Regions from separate parts of the Mus musculus genome. Here region 2 is linked to region 1. Evidence: chromatin contacts called from public HiChIP or PLAC-seq data. All regions are on one chromosome and are shown on one strand. Each heading gives the region's core, a stretch centred on a gene start, on an enhancer-like site or on the middle of the called end of the contact. The rest is flanking DNA. Distances are from core to core; before and after follow the strand shown.

The links. HiChIP or PLAC-seq counts read pairs in DNA pulled down with a chosen protein or histone mark.
Region 2: a contact with region 1 is called in an H3K27ac HiChIP or PLAC-seq map of large pre-B cells, with 3 times the contacts expected there. The contact joins two enhancer-like sites. A contact is called at or near these places in 1 of 15 datasets of contacts at CTCF or cohesin (large pre-B cells), 1 of 484 Hi-C or Micro-C datasets (the C2C12 cell line) and 1 of 115 datasets of contacts at active chromatin or transcription factors (large pre-B cells).

Annotation. Positions count from the first base shown.
Region 1 is chr12:115,516,840-115,520,950 of GRCm38.p6, forward strand. It overlaps Igh and the pseudogene Ighv8-10. Among named protein-coding and RNA genes, the nearest start is that of Gm30996, 110 kb to the left of the region's middle. Within about 2 kb of position 2,447, at least 31 of the 459 cell types and tissues checked have an H3K27ac peak or open chromatin away from gene starts, as enhancers often do.
Region 2 is chr12:115,654,025-115,658,135 of GRCm38.p6, forward strand. It overlaps Igh. Among named protein-coding and RNA genes, the nearest start is that of Mir6388, 40 kb to the right of the region's middle. Within about 2 kb of position 1,932, at least 7 of the 459 cell types and tissues checked have an H3K27ac peak or open chromatin away from gene starts, as enhancers often do.

The sequences.
Region 1 (4,111 bases), core at 1,197-3,696:
ATTACCTGTTTGGATGTGTTTTCCTGTTTTTCTTTAAGGACTTCTACCTGTTTGGCTGTGTTTTCCTGCTTTTCTTTAAGGGCTTGTAACTCTTTAGCAGTGTTCTCCTGTAATTCTTTAAGTGACTTATGAAAGTCCTTCTTGATGTCCTCTATCATCATCATGAGAAATGTTTTTAAATCTGGGTCTAGATTTTCGGTTGTGTTGGGGTGCCCAGGACTAGGTGGGGTGGGAGTGCTGCGTTCTGATGATGGTGAGTGGTCTTGATTTCTGTTAGTAGGATTCTTACGTTTGCCTTTCGCCATCTGGTAATCTCTGAAGCTAGCTGTTATAGTTGTCTCTGTTAAGAGCTTGTTCTTCAGTTGACTCTGTTAGCCTCTATAAGCAGACCTGGGAGGGTAGGATTCTCCTTAGTTTCAGTGGGTAGAGTATTCTCTGCAGGAAAGCTCTCTTCTTGCAGGGAAGGTACCCAGATATCTGGTGTTCGAACCGGACTCCTGGCAGAAGTTGTGTTCCACTCACTAGAGCCTTAGGATCCCTTGTGGAATCCTGTGTGGGCCCTTGCGGGTGTCAGGCGACTCCGCTGGCAAGGTAGCCCGGGGCTCGAGTGGAGCGGAAGGGGCTTGTTGACAGGTGTGTTTTGAGAAATGGCTCCTGTTTACTTATAGAATGTCGCTTATATCTCTGAGACTAAATTTAATTTGTTTCTACATTTTCATCAATGATCCTATTAAAGTCATTCTCTTTCCTAGTGGCAGTTGGATCCACCTCCAAAAGTTCCCATTTGTAATAATGTGTAAACGAGTGGGGGGGGAGCAGGGTCTTTGTTGTATTCATTAGGGTGTAACTGGGCCAGAGAAGCTGAAGACAGAAGAACAACAGTGAATCTTAAGGGAAGATGGATCACCCCATGTTCCCATGGATGAATTCCTGGGACCCTCACATACAGGGGTCAATAGAAAGAAGAGTTAGAGTGGCACTCCTAAAGTGTTAACTTTTTAAAAAAATCACATTGAGAAAGAAATAGAAATCAAGCCAATGTATTTTGCAACTCAATCTCTTTACTACACTGCATGAATTTAATGAGATACGAAAATTGAGAGAATTTCATTCAAAAGATCCTAATGGGTGGAGAATATGTATGCTTAGAAAGCTTTATCTCTTCCTGTGTACCTTTCTAATTCAGTGTTGTCTTATTTCTAGGCAGGGAATGTCAGTAAAGCATTTCAGGAGCTGATGTTTCACTAATGAAGGACAGATATGAAATATTGTCCTCACAATGAGAGAAAATAATAGCACTGTGCAGGGATATGTTATCATGTGCATTTAAATATCTGAAGTATGTATACATATATTTAAACATCAATACATTCTACATAAATACAGATTATTCAAGTATATTTGTGTTCTAACTTCAGGTTCAAAACTTGGATACACCTAATGTTGAAGCATATGAAGAGGGGGATCAATTGAATGCATGTTCTCTCTTCCATAACTGGTCTGAATCCATGTGATATCCTGTGAATTGTTAGCTCACATGGCAACATCCTCAGGAAATCAATGACTTCTGACTATAAAGGAACATTTATCCCTGCAATTCAAGGAGCTAAATGGTTTTATCATGACATTTCTGAACCCCTGATGTGCTGGGTAATGTCTATAAAGCTGTACTTCATACATCAGTATATTGGAAGCTGATGACTCACATAAGTTGCTATGTACAGAAGTGCATGCATATTTAAGTAGTTGGATTGACAGAGACATCCTCCTCTTATAATGTAATCCATTCACAAATATCCAGGCTCCATAAGATTATATATAGACAAGATGAGATTATTCTCCTAAGTTAAACTAATATGAAGATCGTCATACTTGCTGATCTGTTGCAATGTCTATGCAGGAGCTTTCCTTGAATAAATGGACATATTTATTTACACCATTTTTCTATATTCAGCTTTCACAGTGAATGATTTTTCCCTTCTCTTCTGCTTGGGCCATATTTTCGTTGATCACAAACCAATAGAAGTTCCTTTTGGAAGTGTCTGTATTTGATGATTAAGAACACCACCTAAGAGACTGGTTACCATTTCACAATTCCAGGTTCCTTTGAGGAGAGGATTGTGTTTGGAAACTGGCTCACTTCTTCTCACTCTGATTCCTCAATGGAATTATGAAACATGGTTTCCTCAGTGATCATACTCTGTTGCTGTGAGAATTTGAAGCCTAAGACTGAGTGGAACCATAGCTCTGAACCACCTGCTGTAGTCACCAAACAGCCATCAGCTTTAAAAAAAACACAGGCAGAATCATTTATAAAGATATTAACAGGGACTTAGAGTGAATAACAGGAAGAGAAAGCTCTTAACCTAAGAGGAAACAGGAAACCACAGAGGCCAGAGGAAAACTGTGGCCATACCCTCTTATGATATAATAGGAAGGAACAGAGCTGGACACCAGCCTGAAATACTGTACAGCTGAAAACTGGGGCTGTGTCAATGAGCTCCTCAAGCACAGTAGTATGTGGTAGTATCTGCAGTGACCACACTGGAGATCTTAAGGAATACCTGGGTGTTGGGGGTATCTTTGGAGATTGTCAGCCGGCTCCTCAGGGATGGGTTGTAGCCCTTATCATCATTCCACCAAATGTGTGCCAGCCACTCCACACCCTTCCCTGAAGGCTGACACATCCAGCTCACCATCATTCCATAAGTGCTCAGTGAAAACCCAGAGAAAGAACAAGTCAGACTGAAGGTCGGGGAGGGCTGCAATTTCCCAGGGCCAGACTGTTAAAGCGTAACTTGGGACAGGACATCTGTGGAGAAAAAGAAAAATGAAAAGGTAAGTTTGGAACAGGTCAGGAGAGAAAAGTTAATTCCTTGGGGAGCCTTGGCCATCACATGCAGGGACAATCAGCAGCAGGAATGAGGAAGTAAGCCTGTCCATATCTGCACACTTGTGAATACATAGGCCCGGCTTTGGATTTTCAACCGAAGGTTTAGTGGATCAAGGAGAGATTTGCATTCTGACCCCAAGTGCTGCCTCTGATGGAATACTTAAATTTTAGGACTCAAGAATATGAATCTATGATGGTCTTACACGCGTTCTCGACCGGCCAAAAAAGACGCAGCAAACCAGAATCTTCTGCGGCAAAACTTTATTGCTTACATCTTCAGGAGCAAGAGTGCAAGAGAGCAAGAGCTCTATTGCTTACATCTTTAGGAGCCAGAGCGCAAGAGCGCAAGAGCGAGGGCAAGAGCGCAAGAGCTTTATTGCTTACATCTTCAGGAGCAAGAAGCAAGAGCCAGAGCAAGAGTGCAAGAGAGAGAATGGCGAAACCCCGTCCCTTTTAAGGAGAATTATCCTCTGCCTAGGACGTGTCACTCCGATTGGCTGCAGCCCATCGGCCGAGTTGTCGTCACGAGGAAGGCAGAGCACACGTAGTGGAAAACTACCCTTGGCACATGCGCAGATTATTTGTTTACCACTTAGAACACAGGATGTCAGCGCCATCTTGTAACAGCGAATGTGAGGGCGGCTCCCCACATGATGGGAGATGCAGGGACCCTCAAGAGAGTTCATTTCTGCTTCCCACAGAGAGTATGTAACACACAAGGCCTGGTTCCTCAGTATAAGCCTCTTCAGGTGAGTGATGTTGGCATGCAGTAGATTTGAGAGAGACACTCACTTTAGCACAAAGAATCCAGACCCTGTTCACTCATCTAGGAATCACTTCCCTATGATTTTCCATGGAGGACAGATGAGACTCAAAGATAAGATTTTACTCCTACCTTTATGACACTCTTTGGGTATCTTACCACTATATATTTTTCCACAAAATTGACACAGTAATTGTATAATCTTGCATAATGTAAGAGTATATACAATCTCAATGCTGGCAATGTGAATACAATAATTCCCTGAAAGAGAGTGATTTCATTAACTTTATTGATGTGTCAGGTTCCTGGCTCACATATTTGAGATTACCATCTATTCAAAAATCAGTAGCTTCATCATTATATTAACCTGTATTTTTTTACAACTTTAAAATCAGGAGGAGAAAGCATAAATTCTAAGCATGGAGACGTTTATTCAATTCTCTCAGTTGCTAATG
Region 2 (4,111 bases), core at 682-3,181, 140 kb after region 1:
GGTAACACAATCACAAAAGAAGTCATTAGATATGCACTCACTAATAAGTGGATATTAGCCCAGAAACATAGAACATCTAAGATACAATTTGCAAAACACAAAAAAGTCAAGAAAAGTGAAGACCAGTCGGTGGATACTTCATTCCTCCTTAGAATAGGGAACAAATTACCCATGAAAGGAGTTACAGAGACAAAGATTGGAGCTAAGACCAAAGGATGGACTATCCAGAGACTGCCCCACATGAGGATCAATCCCATAATCAGTCACCAAACCCAGACACTATTGCACAATGCCAGAAATATTTTGCTGAAGGGACCCTGTTATAGCTTTCTCCTATGAGGCTATGCCAGTGCCTGGAAATACAGAAGGGGATGCTCACACTCATCTATAAGATGGATCACAGGGCCCCCAATGGAGAAGCTAGAGAAAGCACCCAAGGAGCTGAAGGGGTCTGCAACCCTATAGGTGGAACAACAATATGAACTAACCAGTAACCCCAGAGCTCATATCTCTAGCTGCATATGTAAGAGAAGATGGCCTAGTTGGCCATCGCTGGGAAGAGATGCCCCTTGATATTGCAAACTTTATATGCCCCAATATAGGAGAATGCCAGGGCGAAAAAGAGGGAGTGGGTAGGTAGGGGAGCCAGGTGGAGGGAGGGTATAGGGAAATTTCGGGATAGCATTTGAAATGTATATAAAGAAAATATCTAATGAAAAATAAATACAATTTTAAAAAAAAGATAATGACTGTAGTATCATGGGATTCAAATGAGGTAGGCATGTTATATATGGATGTTGTGAGTAAATGGATCCCAACATGCACAGAGTACAGCAGCAACCAGATATTCCTTTAGATGACATGGAAAGTCTTCTACCAGAGACAGGATATAATCTCATGAGGTGTAAATCACATTCAGGCAGGGAAAAGAATTTGAATCTCTTATCAGAAACTGTTAGCAATCTCAGGTGTATCCCCAATAGCCTGGAATTAAAAAAAAATTTAACAGTGGGCAACTCATTTTTGATAAGCTAATTAAATGTTCTAAGAGGAAATCTGAAAAGTGGGATGGATTTATCACAAATCTGGAACATCACATCAGATTGAAGGGCTCTCATCCAAAAACACAAGACAGGAGAAGGAAGAAGCCAGTGCCAGGAATGTTGTAAACAATAAAGGAGACCTCAGAATCAAGATATTGTAAGGAAAACAGTCTATATTCTGATGTAGTTGGTATTAATATGGTATAAAGTCACCTCTTCACTACCTTCAGAGTCCTTTTTCCTCAAGACAATAGAAACATATATATTAAGTCTTAATATTACTAATTTAGAAAAAAACACTTTAGGGGAAAATATACAGAAAAGTAAGTGATGAAAATAAAATGTATGGAAGACCAGACTGTGAAAATGTGCCCAGCTTCTCCCCCTCTCCTTCCCCAGATCTGAGGGTTTCATATGGCAGTAGGACCCAGGTGTTCTACACTTTCCCAGCAGACCTGCATTGGTTCAACATTGTGAATGGAACCACAAGAGCCTTGTTCCCAAGTAACAATCAGTCATAGTTTCCAACTGAGAAAATCCCTCCTGCCAGTGGAAAGAAGTTACAGATAGATGTACAGATGCAGCTGACTATGATAGTGATGTTCAAACATTTGACACATCATGTTTGAAATTCTCTATCATTCTCTCATTTGCATATGTAATTTGTTTATGGCCTTCCAATAAGGTTAATATGTAATGAATAAAACATATGCACAATTACTTAACAAAGAACTGTTACTGTACTAAACTGGTAGTCTTGTCACAGGAGCTCCATCACATGTATTGTATGGTCACGGAAGTGTGTGATATTTGGAAAGGAAGCCTCAGTCCTAGGACTGCCTCACTCACTCTCCAGATGTTCCTCTGCACCTGTTACTGCTTCTCCCTTAGTGAAAGTTGAATCTACACCACCCCCTGCTGGTCCTCTGCATCCTCAAAGGGACTTGTTTCTGAGCACACAGGGAACCTGTTCACTGTGTCTTCAAAGCTCCAAGGTAGTGGTGGCAGAGCTCTGATTCAGAGTGAACTAGTTCTTGAATGGGTAAACTGACATTCTGATGGATTCTTCAGTAACTGCTCTACACTTTGTAAATATCTAATCCTCCTTTCTTTCAGGCACATAGGTTTTTCCTGAAGGTGAGCAGCTATGAAGAAGCTTCCACCTCCCAATAGTCATGAGCCATTGTCACACAGTGCAGAGGTCCACATGAGCGTGAGGTGGGACTTGAAGCAAGGTGGGAATGAGAGTGGCTCTAATTCAATAGTGACTCTGGGTCACAGTAGTGGATGCAAGGAGTGTGATCAAGTGCTCTCTCTTCACCCAAGGATTCTCATCATTCTTCCTTCTCCTCTTCTCATGCTTTTACCCTCCTGCTTTTTCCCATTCTTTTGCCTTCACCCCTTTCATTTTTTTCTCCCATACAAAGAAGCTGAAGCAAGTCTTTTATCTATTAATGTTACATCATAAGACTTTGACCATTATAAATAATTATTTTAAAATTCCTTAAATTTACATAAATTTTATGATCACAGCTCCAACCCCTGCTTTCTTAAAACAGAAACTAAACACAAAGCAAAATAACATTTTCTTATAGGAGTTACACAGCCTATTCTTCACTGACACCTGAGCACACCTCTTGTGATTTCCTGGTAGAGCAGACAGCAGTCTTCTGTAACTCTTTTCATATAAGAAAGTTATAATTTATGCATGTGAAGCAGCCAGCACTTTCTAGTATATATCTAGTCATTGTCATCCTGAATCCTAGAATTTTTTTTCCATTTTTTATTAGGTATTTACCTCATTTACATTTCCAATGCTATACCAAAAGTCCCCCATATCCACCCACCCCCACTCCCCTGCCCACCCACTCCCCCTTTTTGGCCCTGGTGTTCCCCTGTACTGAGGCATATAAAGTTTGCAAGTCCAATGGGCCTCTCTTTCCAGTGATGGCCGACTAGGCCATCTTTTGATATATATGCAGCTAGAGTCAAGAGCTCCGGGGTACTGCTTAGTTCATAATGCTGTTCCTCCTATAGGGTTGCAGATCCCTTTAGGTCCTTGGCTACTTTCTCTAGCTCCTCCATTGGGAGCTCTATGATCCATCCATTAGCTGACTGTGAGCATCCACTTCTGTGTTTGCTAGGCCCCGGCATAGTCTCACAAGAGACAGCTACATCTGGGTCCTTTCAATAAAATCTTGCTAGTGTATGCAATGGTGTCAGCGTTTGGATGCTGATTATGGGGTGGATCCCTGGATATGGCAGTCTCTACATGGTCCATCCTTTCATCAGGGCTCCAAACTTTGTCTCTGTAACTCCTTCCATGGGTGTTTTGTTCCCAAATCTAAGGAGGGGCATAGTGTCCACACTTCAGTCTTCATTCTTCTTGAGTTTCATGTGTTTAGCAAATTATATCTTATATCTTGGGTATCCTAGGTTTGGGGCTAATATCCACTTATCAGTGAGTACATATTGTGTGAGTTTCTTTGTGAATGTGTTACCTCACTCAGGATGATGCCCTCCAGGTCCATCCATTTGGCTAGGAATTTCATAAATTCATTCTTTTTAATATCTGAGTAGTACTCCATTGTGTAGATGTACCACATTTTCTGTATCCATTCCTCTGTTGAGGGGCATCTAGGTTCTTGCCAGCTTCTGGCTATTATAAATAAGGCTGCTATGAACATAGTGGAGCATGTGTCCTTCTTACCAGTTGGGGCATCTTCTTGATATATGCCCAGGAGAGGTATTGCTGGATCCTCCGGTAGTACTATGTCCAATTTTCTGAGGAACCGCCAGACTGATTTCCAGAGTGGTTGTACAAGACTAGAATTAACTAGGAAAACAAACTACTAGCTTTCTGTATGCATGGAAATCATCTTTGAAATTTTCTAATCTTTATTTCCTCATCCTAAAGATTCCATACCTAGTCTAATCTCCTTCAAATAATATTTGTTCCTAGATATATACAAGTCCTTCTCCTATAAAATAATTCTGTCATTTGCTTGTATTTTATAAATTCCGTTTTTTTTTTCTACTCATCCCTTTAAATCTTGAGACCACTTTCA